Linked DNA regions of Sus scrofa: all the other regions are linked to region 2. A link is a contact called in public Hi-C and promoter capture Hi-C data. All regions are on one chromosome and are shown on one strand. Each heading gives the region's core, a stretch centred on a gene start, on an enhancer-like site or on the middle of the called end of the contact. The rest is flanking DNA. Distances are from core to core; before and after follow the strand shown.

What was found. Promoter capture Hi-C pulls out the DNA fragments that hold promoters and counts their contacts. A called contact is a pair of places that touch in the nucleus more often than the background predicts.
Region 1: a contact with region 2 is called in a promoter capture Hi-C map of liver, with 3 times the contacts expected there. The contact joins the promoter of MRPL1 here to the promoter of CCNG2 in region 2. A contact is called at or near these places in 1 of 5 promoter capture datasets (liver), 1 of 47 Hi-C or Micro-C datasets (liver) and 1 of 2 datasets of contacts at active chromatin or transcription factors (alveolar macrophages).
Region 3: a contact with region 2 is called in a Hi-C map of skeletal muscle, with 2.5 times the contacts expected there. The contact joins the promoter of STBD1 here to the promoter of CCNG2 in region 2. A contact is called at or near these places in 1 of 47 Hi-C or Micro-C datasets (skeletal muscle) and 1 of 2 datasets of contacts at active chromatin or transcription factors (alveolar macrophages).

Annotation. Positions count from the first base shown.
Region 1 is chr8:73,304,181-73,307,655 of Sscrofa11.1, reverse strand. It overlaps MRPL1 (39S ribosomal protein L1, mitochondrial), which reads right to left and starts at 2,212. Exons shown (of 10, transcript XM_021100620.1): 1 at 1,972-2,212. The region is part of intron 1 of CNOT6L (CCR4-NOT transcription complex subunit 6-like); the gene reads left to right.
Region 2 is chr8:72,788,312-72,792,113 of Sscrofa11.1, reverse strand. CCNG2 (cyclin-G2) reads right to left here and starts at 1,720. Exons shown (of 8, transcript XM_003129100.5): 1 at 1,368-1,720; 2 at 273-410. The coding sequence starts at 410.
Region 3 is chr8:71,981,226-71,984,993 of Sscrofa11.1, reverse strand. It overlaps STBD1 (starch-binding domain-containing protein 1), which reads right to left and starts at 2,007. Exons shown (of 2, transcript XM_003129093.4): 1 at 1,158-2,007. The coding sequence starts at 1,824.

The DNA.
Region 1 (3,475 bases), core at 963-3,462, 520 kb before region 2:
TTGTCTTTTTTTTTTTTGCTGTTGTTGTTGTTGTTGCTATTTCTTGGGCCGCTCCCGCGGCATATGGAGGTTTCCAGGCTAGGGGTTGAATCGGAGCTGTAGCCACCGGCCTAAGCCAGAGCCACAGCAACGCGGGATCAGAGCCACGTCTGCAACCTATACCACAGCTCACGGCAACGCCGGATCGTTAACCCACTGAGCAAGGGCAGGGACCGAACCCGCAACCTCATGGTTCCTAGTCGGATTCGTTAACCACTGCGCCACGACGGGAACTCCCTTGTAGCTTATTTTATACATAATAGTTTGCACCTCTTAATTCCTTACCCCTATATTGCTTCCCCCTTCCCCCACCCACTAGTATTTTCTACCTGTGAGTCTGCCTCAACTTTGGCAAACCGCCCCCCGCCTCCGCATTTATTAGTGCTTCTTTTACATCCACCAAGACTCTCCTCTCTTTCCCCATCCCAGTCCCAGTGAGTCTGAGAGTGGCAGGTATCACATGGCTCAAGTGAAATTGCCAGCGCCATCAGTTTAATCCTCCTGGACATTGTCGTGATTGTTAATTTTGTGTCAGTTTCATACTTTCATTTCTGGTTTGTTGTAGGAGAATTTCCTGTTTATGGGTCTGCTTCCCCTATGACCGTGAGCTACTGAAGAATAGAGACTACATATGCTTATCTTTGTGCCTCTGATGCAAAATACAATGTCTGGAACATAACACACCCTCCACAGATGTTCGTTTATTGTATAGGAATAGCTAGGGCTATATAGATATTTGAAGAAGTTTAAATCTGTGAGGATGTCCCATCATCCAATTTATATTTTTCAGGTATTTATCTTCGTCTTCTCTTCAGCATTTGGTAGTATTTCTCCTTGGGGCAAGTGTTTCTGTGCCAAGGAGAAATGCTGTGGCAAGATGCCGCTGAGGTAAGCAGAGCTTCTGTGCCTGCCAGCTTGCATCTCTTACAAGCGTCCTACCTTAATCAAACTATTTCTTTCCTATCCAAAAAAAAAAAAAAAAAAAAAGATGCCACTGAGGCAGGTTTACTTTTCTGAGCTCCTGAAGTGACTTGTTTGGCTTTGTTGCTTACAAAGTGAAAGGTAATTATCCATTATACCTCAGCCTAGAATCAAGATAGTTAGGAATGAGCGGGATTTCTTCTAGAATCAAGGCCATTTCCACACCTATTACAGAAGCTGATATGGGGGTGGTGTGGCTAAGGAGGGAAATGGAAACTTAACACAGGTGGAAAACAAAGTAACCTTCAGTCTTCTGTATCTTGAGGGGCTTCTTCACTCACTCACTCAACACTTCCTCGTGACAAAGATGAAAGAGATGCAATTGTTCTTCTGCAATGGGGGACTCTTAATAGTTGATCAGTTCCGGGTAAATGATGATCTGCATTTTCACCGCAATTTTTCTCTCCAAGAGGGGCTTTCCACATTCAATAAGAGGGTCTACGATTAACTGCAACCAACAACACGTGCTTAGGGTCCAAAAGAACACACTAAAAAATACTGAACACTGCTAACATACCCTTGACCAACACGGGTTAAGTACACAAGTCCAGAGTATGCAGTGGGAAAGAGACTGTGCACAACTGCAACAGCAGTATTCTGCCTCTAGAACTGGTATACTTTGTTTTTGGACTGCTGGTGGTAAAAGCTGAAGCTGGCCACAAAAACAAAATTAAACCCCATAAACTTAAAGTGTCAAGGCCACATTCACCAAGTAAACGTTAATATTTCTAGTTTACATTTTGACATTTTCATCCTGCAGCTGGCAAACAAACGTAATTCCATCGTGAGAGGGGAAAATTAGAAAATAAATAGGACGGGGTTATCGCAGAGCGTTACAGGTTCTTTTATTTCTCTCTCTCGATGCAACTTACAGATGTTACATGTTTAAAACAAAATCAAACCACTGAAGATGTTAGGAAACATTTCTTTCAATCGATTCCTTCACCTCACCTGGCGTCCCATTCGCCGCCCAGACTAGCGCTCGGCTCCGCTGTCAGGCCGCCTCCGGTGAGCGTGCAGTAAACAGCGCCGAGTCCACACACGAACACCGGGCGAAGCAGGTTCGCCAGTCTCTTCCCACCACCCGCCATGGTTCTGTGACTGCGGCTTTTTGATAACCTACCAGCCTCCCCAGCTCTGCTAGTCATTCGAGCCAAGAAAAGCAAGTAAGCCAGCAAGGGTAAAGGAGAAAATGGGCAAGAACCTTGGCAGCCCCGCGCGCACGCGCACCACGTCCCGACGCGGCGCCCCGGGGGCGTGGCCAAGGCGCGGCGCTGGAGCTCCGCCTCTTTCCCCTCACCCCACCCCTCCGCGCCGGGGAGTGACTGACTCTCGCCAGCCCCTCCACGTCAATCAACCCTCCTCCTTCTCGCACTCTCTGCACCTTGTTATTAATCTCAATACCGATATCGCGCGGACGCCTCTCCCCCGGGCCTCGGGGGTGTGAACGTGTGTGAGAGAGACCGGAGGCACCGAAGGCTGGCGTCTCGGTGTAGCAGCCTCGGCCCCGGCAGCAGCAGGCGCAGCAGCAAGCCCCGCAGCGGCGGCAGCCCCAGCGCCAGGAGGCCAAGGCCAAGGCCAGGCTCTGCGCGGCCCTTGGAGTAATAGCCGCGGCTCCGGCGGCTGCGGGGGCGCAGCTTCCTCCGCCAGCGGCCTTCTCGTCGGCGGCCGCGGCCGCGGTGCCTCTCCTGAGCGCCCAGCGTCACCGTCCCCGAAACCCGGCGGCGCGGCCCTCGGCCCCACTCCCTGCCCCCCATCCGTCTCCTTCTCGCTCTCTTCAGCCGCCCTTCTTGCCGCCGCCTCTGCCGTTCCTCAGGCGGCCCGGCCCGGCCTGCCCGCCCCGCGTCCCCTCCGGCCGGTGCCTTTCCCCCGGCGGGCTGCCTGCATGTCTTTGCTGCCCTCAGCCCCGCCGCCACCGCCGCCGCCGCCTCCCCCGCCGCCGCAGCACCAGCACCAGCCGCCCCGCCGCCGCCGCCGCCGCCGCCGCCCGGACCCCGGCGCGTTGAATGCAGGTGAGGAGGGGGCGCAGGCCCTCCGCGACCCCTGTCCGGGCGCCCCGCGCGCCCGCCCGCGAGAGCCCGCGGCTTCCCTTCGGGGCGGGCGGCAGCCAGGCCCGCCTGTGGGTGTTTGTGTTTGCGTCTGCGGCCGCGGCTCCGGAGGGGAAGCATCTGTGGGGGCCTGGTGCGCGCGCGCGCGTGTTTGTGTGTGTGTTTCCCCTGCCGCGGGGAAATGGCTGCTGTTGCTCCTGGGCCAGAGGAAGAGAATGAGGTAGAGTGTTTTTGTAGCTCCGCGTAGGATCGAGAGTGTTGGGAAGAGGAGCGCGTCCCTGGGGAAATGAGGTGGGAGAGGGACAAATGTGCGTGGGGGAGCGTGCGAGTTGGGACTTTGGCGGGCGGAGAGGCGGCCTGAGGACCCACAGTGAGTGGGTGTGTGGCGGGTGCGCTGCTGGCCCGCG
Region 2 (3,802 bases), core at 471-2,970:
TTCAATTTCCAGGGAATCTCCAACCCAGAAGCTGCAGGCTGGGGGTGCCACATTTGAAGAAACACTTCCCTAGAGCTAGTATCACTCTCGTTCTTGCTAAGAAACAAAAGCATGACTCTGTATTAAGATATATCTTAGTACTCTAGGAAGACCAATTTTAGTCTTAAAAAACTTCGCAGCCTTTAGTCTTAATTCAACTAAAAAAAATTTTTTTTAAGTTATTTCCCCAAGTCGCGTCAGCGGCTAGAACAAGTTCTTTCCTGGGAACTTACCTCCGGAGTAGCCTCGATCAAGCTCAGCCCTTTTTCTCGAGGTTGGAATCTCTGCTCCTGTTCTAGGTAGAGGTTCAACAATCCGAGGAGCTGCACCCCTTCACGACCGGCCAAGTATTCTGCCCCCAAATCCTTCATCTGCAGCAAAGACACCACACACAGTTAGTCTATCCTGGGGGTGGCAGAGGTGAGAGGGGAAGCCACAAAAGAGCCGGGGCCAATACCTCCAGAGAGGGGAGCCCCGGTACACCCTGGCGAGGAGCAGGTTAGGGGACCAGTCACGTCCAGCCGAACCCCAGCGCAATCCTCCCCGACCGCCAGGGAGGTGTGGCAGGGGGAGGGCCCTTGGTCACGTCCGCCGGCCAGCGCTGGGTCAGACCGGCCAGCCCCGGCCTCCCCACTGTTTCACAAACAGGAAACTGTCCCCGGCGGCGGTGTCCGGACCATCCGCCACACCTGAAGTCGTGGGGGATGGGTTTCTGCCCAGTGGAACGCAGCAGGGACTCGGATGGCAGAGGGTCCCGGGGGCAGGGGCTTTGCACAATAGGGGGGAGGGGAGAGAAAGTCTCGCGACCGAACAAAGAACAGGAGGGAGGAGACTCCCGAGCCCCGCCTCTACCGCGGAGCTCGGCTCCCGAAGCCCCTCACGCTGGAGTCCAGCCCCCAAGCCTTCCCCATCCGCTTCAGTAGAGCCTACTCTGAACAGAACCCGAACGGGAGAGACCTCAGTCCCAGAGACCGCTGGGGTGGCAGGGCCCACCCGATCGGGGTCTGGGGACAGAAATCCAGCCCGCCCCTTGACCAGGAACACCCTTGCATCCACTGATGCCCCGATTCCGTCAATTCAAGAACCACCCCAGCGAGCTCCCGTGGCAAAATGAGCGAGGGGGATACACCAAAGAACTGCCTTCATTCAGTCTCCTCGACCCTCTATCCATCCTATCAGCATCTCTCCGCCCCCGGGCGCCCACTGCCCTAGGATTGAGGGCAGGACCGGAGTCGCTCCCCAGGCTGAGGACTGGGCACTCTGACATCGAACCCCGCAGTACCGACCATGAACAAAGAAACTCTGCGATTCTAGGTGGGCCCACTCACCGTGCTGGAACCGCGCCTCCACCAGCCTTCCGCGTCACGGTCGGGGGGACTGGGCGCGGCGGGTGCTTCCGGACCTATCTCCGAGGTCTGGGACCCGCAGCCTCAGCGGTGCCCCCGGACCGGCATCCGACCCTTCCCCCCTGCCGCCGCCGCCTCGGCCTCACAGACCCGGCGTCATCCCGCTGCCTGCGCGCCCACCCTCCGGCTGGGGCGCTGCACTGGCCCCTCTAGCCCTGCCCCACCACGGGCTCCACTGCAGCCGCCGCCACCGCGGAGGCCCTAGCAAACCCCTTGTTTTTGTTTTGAGTTTTCAACGCCCCCAAGGGGGCGGGGCACGTGACTCCCCGCGGAGGGATCTGACGCTGCCGCAACAGACTTTGAAAAATAGTTCCGCCCATAAGCCTTATCTCCAGCCAGCTTTGAGGCCTCCTCAGCTCGCCTTTGCTTTACTGAGCCACTCCTCCTTCTCGGTTTCAAGGCGAAGGATGGAATCTGGACATCGGCTTCATTCCGAGATTGATCCTAAGGGGGGGGGAAATGGTAGCGATAGGCATGAGGGGGCGGAAGGAGATAGTTTCTGGTCGCATTGCACCTTTTAAAGGTCCCCGATTTGTTTTGTTTTCGCTGTTTTGAAAAGTCCGCCCAAAGTAGCCGACTCCCTGATTGGATATTGGTGGGGCTAGCCGAATGCTGAAGCTCTGATTCACTCTCGAATCCGGATTGGCTAACTGATTGGCCTTTGAGCCCTCTGATTGGTTTTCACCGTATGCTACTCCTCTTTCTGCCTTGGGGCCTTAGCAACTCTGGGGTCTGCATTGCGCATGCCTGAGTGGACCGCGTAGGAGGAATTCCTTGACTTGGCCCGGTGGTCTTTCCCTTTCCTCCGCCCCCTCGGCTCTAAGCAGGGAAGTACCACTCTCGGTTCTCCCCTCCAAAGAGCCGGAACTGCTAGGTAACCTTTGTGACAACCCCTCCCACCACGGGAGGGTTTCCTGCGTTCCTTTTATAATTTGTTGTGCAGGTCCATTTTTGCGATAATCAAGTAAAATTTTCAGGGTACTTATTGAAATATTTGGGAGTAAAATGCTGTCATCTTTGATATTTGCTTTAAAGCTTTCCGACCGAGAGGGAAAAAAATGGAGGATGGGTAAAACAAGACTGGCAAAAAGCTGAGTTCTTAAAACTAGATGTGGGTACAAGAGGGTTCGTTGCACTATTCTTTCTACTTTTGTGCACCTTGAAATTTTTCCCTAATAAAAGTAAATTTTCGATGAAAGGACTTAAAAATTTACCTGTGCACATTGATGATGGCACGTAAACATCTAATAATAGCGTCCCTCCTGGGGTTGTAATTGTACTGTTGTTTAAATGACGACTCCAAGAGGCTTCCTGGTCCTTAGTTACCCATAAATTATCATTTATTGTGCATTATAATTAGCGTAGTTATTAAGAGGCGACACCTCTTCTGAGGCAGGGCAAAAAGCAAAGCAAAGGGTGCCTTGGGCAGGAGAAACTTTCACACGGAATATATGGGGGGATGTTGAGGCTCCTCTCTAACATTTATAGTTTACTTTTTCTCGCTTCAGTTCCTCGCTGGCTGCCTGCTAAAGGAGCACATTCTACTCTAAATAATCAATTAGCTCCAAGGAACTGATTTCTTTCCTCTTCTGTATGTTTTCTGTATATTGTTGTGCTACTTGTAAAAATATGCGAAGGCATGTAACATAGCTTTTGCAACAGCTTTCTCTTTTTTTCCAGAGCAGCTAAGGAATTAGATCCCTTTGCATATTGGCTGGGACTAGACTGAGGCGTCTGGAGCACAGGGCCCACTGGGGGAGGGGTGCTCAGAGCGAATCCTCGTATTCCAGAGAGGTGTGGCCTAGTACTGAGTTTTGGAAAATTTAAAAATTGCATTACCAGACTACTTTAAATGATTAACAGTTTCCATAATTTTACTCAATGTGTGTTTGATTTTGGAGATATTGTTAGAGCTATTACTTGTATATTACATAAACTTCTTGCTGGAAATCTGTGCTGAAAAACATAAAAGAGGGCATGTAACTAACATGGAAAAAAGAACTAAGATTAGAATTACATACATGATAGTTCCTTTTACAGTAAAGAGGCTCAATGGACAGAGCCCAGAGAGAAAACAGCTGGACGGGAAACATACACCCTGAAGAGAAAGGAGAATTGCACCAAAATATGAAGGAGATTGGGGACTTTTTTTCAAGTAGGAGGGCAAAGGTAGCAAAGGAACAAACCGGAAATGTCAAAATATGTGGCAGAAGATTTTTTTTTTGGTCTTTTCTTGGGCGGCACCCACAGCATGTGGAGGTTCCCAGGCTAGGGGTCTAATCAGAGCTGTAGCCACCAGCCTACACCAGAGCCACAGCAATGTGGGATCTGAGCTGCGTCTCCAACCTACACCACCG
Region 3 (3,768 bases), core at 758-3,257, 810 kb after region 2:
TCAAAATCTCAAAAGCCATGCCCTCATGGGAGGTGTGGGTGTGGGGGAGGGAGATGTGGGGAAGCGGGAATGGATAGAGAGCAGTCTTGTTTCATTTTGCCTCTTTAATGGTGGGGTTGGAAGTGAGATGTAAACAAATATTACCCTGAATTCCCAATCTTTCCACCTGAAACATGAGGCTGACTTTCTGAAAAAGAAGATAAATGAGCCCTCTGCTCATCCCAAACAAATCGCAGGAAGGCACAGGGGCCGACTTTCAAGTGGCTACACACAGACACCACTCCACTAAAAATAAAGTTCGCAGATGTCATTTTCACCATTAGGCTGGAGTCCAGGCACCGGGAAGGTGAGGTTTTCTGCCAGGGCTCTTTGCCTGGTGCACAGGGTCTAAAATGTGGACATGTAAACCTAGGCGTCAGTCCTGCTTATGGGACTTGGGTCTGCTTTTGGGAGCTGGGTCCAGTGCCAAGTGTGTCTCTTCCCCAGGGTTTTAGACAACCACGCACTGTTCGTGTGATCATGGGGAAGGGCCGACAACTCGCAGTCTCAGGGCTTCATGAAGCCGAGGCCTTCGTGGCCAGAGTCCAACCTGAACTTTGCCTCCCCAACAGAAGCATCCAGATAGCGGGGGCTGCTCACTGCTCTGGCGTCCCCAAACGCGGTTCTTTTGAGGCGAAGGAGGGGAGGTCATGAGGCTATGGGATTGGGGCTGAGACTGGGTTCCTGCTCCGTCAGATACTGGAGAGGGTGGCGGGATCCCCTAACCCGAAGCATTCCTTTCCGAAGGCCCGGAAGGGGCGCCGCCGCCGCAGCCGCCCGCACTGCACCAAGCGCCGCCAAGCGGAGGAACCCAACCCCGCCGGAGGGGCAGGGGCAGGTCCCCGCGGGCTGGAGCTGAGGGCAGCGACTCAGCGGGGCGCGGCCCTGGACGAACCGCCAGGGCATCTCCTGGGCCTCGCCTCGCTGGAGGCGAGAACCCGCCCGGCGCGTGCACACCAGCTGGGGGGAAATCGGGCCGCGGGGAGGGTCCACTCCTGGGTGAGGGAAGCTAGCCCCCGGGTATGGGCCGCCACGGAACTCCAGACGGGGTTTTCCTTCCCTCGGGGAACTTCTAACCCCCCTGGTGATCTGCCCTCAAGACCAGGGAGGAAGAATACCTGGTTTGGTGACCGGCTCCCGCCTAGAAGGTCCAGGGCTCAGTCCGCCGCCGCCACCCTGATCGCCTCCCGGAGCCGCCGCCTCCCCTGAAGGAGCGTCCTTCCGCTGCTCCGCGTCCCCCTCCTTTCCCGTGTCCCGCAGCAGCCAAACGAAAAGCGCTCCGGCCAGACCCCCTCCGACCAGCAGGGCAGACCAGACGGCGCCCATGGCTGAGAGGCCGCAGCTGCGGGAGACGACGGCGATCGAGGCCCGGGCTCGGGTCACGCAGGCAGAGCCACACCTACCCAACCCGCTCCAGCCTTTTACGGTCCCTGGCCGCAGGCGCTCCCACGCGGAGCCCAGCCCTCCGCGACTAACACTCAACTTTCCCAGCCCCGCCCCACTCCCCGCCCCGGGGCTGCAGCCCCAGGCTCCGGCCCGGCGGATACGCGAGCGCCCTCCTTCTCCAACCTCTTCCCTTCCCGACCCCGCCGGTCGCCGGCGGCCGGGAGCACTGGGCGTCCGGGTCCAAGTGCGTCCCGCATGGCTGAGGACCCCAGGGCGCACGGCTTCCGCGCGCCAACCCGCGCCGGCCACGCCGCCTGCTCTTCCCGCTGCAGCTGCCCGCCAGGCCCAGCCCTGCTTGGGGCAGTTCCGGGCACCTCGCCGCCTCCTCTTTACAAACATTCAGCAGCAGCGCGGCCACATAGAAGCCGGAGCTTCCTAGAACTTCGACGCGGAAGACGCCGATGTGCGTCGGAGACGAGCGGGGCTGGGGCGGGTGAGCTGGGGTAGATCCAGAGCACAGCGGGTGCGGTAGAACTTCCATTCCGCCGCCCGTTAGCTGCACTTGGTCTCCGCAAGCCTCCGCCTTCCCACCCGGAAAAGGAAGGGATTGGGCTAAGATCATCCATCAGTAAATGCCAGTCATCTCAAACACATCCAGTCATTGCTTCTTCCTCGACCTCTTTTTGGGGTGCGTGGTTGTCACAAAATGCGCGCCCTCCAGACTGGACTGGATGTTGCCCAGAGGCAGGTTTCTGCAGACGGGTTTATTAATAAAAATTGCAAAGGCCTTTTAAGTGCTGTGGGTGTGCCTGGTGTTAATGTATTTATTTAGTTTGATTCTCACACAACCACCACCACCCTGGGAACTAAGAATTATATACATTGCTTTCTAAATTCACTCTTCTGCCAATCTGGTGGCTTTACCCACCAGCTTCAAGCTAATGATCCCCATATTTGTATCTGCAGGGAGAGCCATTTCCTTGACCTACACGCTCCTACATCCAACTGCTAAGGCCACAGCTGGCAGATATTCGCCTTGGAGTAATTACTACGATGGCTTCTCTGGTAAAACAAATCGCTCAAATGTGCCCCGTGCACGAGCAGACAGAAGTCCCTGACAGGTTGCAAGACTGGGCCAGTAGAGCTGCTGATGCTGGTGCTTTGGCTCAGGTCACAGCCCCTATCATCAAAAGGTCAGGGGGAGAGGGAAAGTGGGGAAGGAGACCAAGCCAGCTTGGGCCTGCTTTTTCGATGCTAACAGACGTCTCAAACCCAGCTCACTCAAATCTGACATGCCCAAAACTGTTCCTTGCTCCCACTTCATCCCAGGAAGTGGCGACCACATCCTTTCTCCTTGCTAAAAAGTGTCATCTTACCCTCTTTTTACCCCCACTCATTGGAGGCAGTGGCAAATTCTGGTCTTGTTTCTTCGAAATATATTCAGAATTTTACTTCTCCCTGCAGCGAGTGCCACCCTGCTCTGCCACCATTACGTTTCTCCTGGATTACTGCCATCACCTGGCCCAGGGATCCCCACTTCCACCCTTGAGTCCCTACATCATTTCAAAGCAGCAGTCTGAATGATCCTGTCTAAACACTCCCATCTTCTGGGCTTCTGCTCAAGACTCTCCAATTGCTCTACATCTCCTAGCAAAAACCTTTCAGAAGGATAGCATCTGTCCCCCAGGTCCTCTCCCAGCTCATCTCCATCTCCTCCTCCCTGGCTGAGTCATCCTTCCTGCAGATAGCCATCCAGACATCCAGCCTCTCTCCCTTTCCCTCTTCTTTTTTGCACAATGTCATCTGCCCTTGATAATCCCCATTGCAATTACATACATCCCCTTCTCCATGTGCCCTTTTCCTGCCTTATTTTTCTCCTTACCATTTAGGACACCAAATCTAATACAGTGTAGAATCCATGGATTTGTTCTGCCTAATTCCACTTTCCTCTCCTTACAATGTACTAGGAGTTGCTGCTGTGGCACAGTGGGTAAATGATCTGACTTGTGTCTGTGGCATTGCCGGTTCAATCCCCGGCCTGGTGCAATGGGTTAAGGATCCAGATTCAGTCCTGGGCCCTGAAAATTCCTTATGCTGAGGGTGAAGCCAGAAAAGAAAAATGTAAAAGCAGGGTTTATTGACAGCAGGATGTATTATCCTTTGTTTTCTGCTGAATTCCTGGCACCTGAAACACTCCTGAAGCCATCCCTCAAAAAGTATAGTACAGGTTGAGGAGTTCCCTTGCAGTGAAGTGGGTTAAAGATCTGGAATTGTCACTGCAGTGGCTCAGGTCACTGCTGTAGCTCAGGTTTGATCCCTGGCCAGGAAGTTCCACATTCTGGG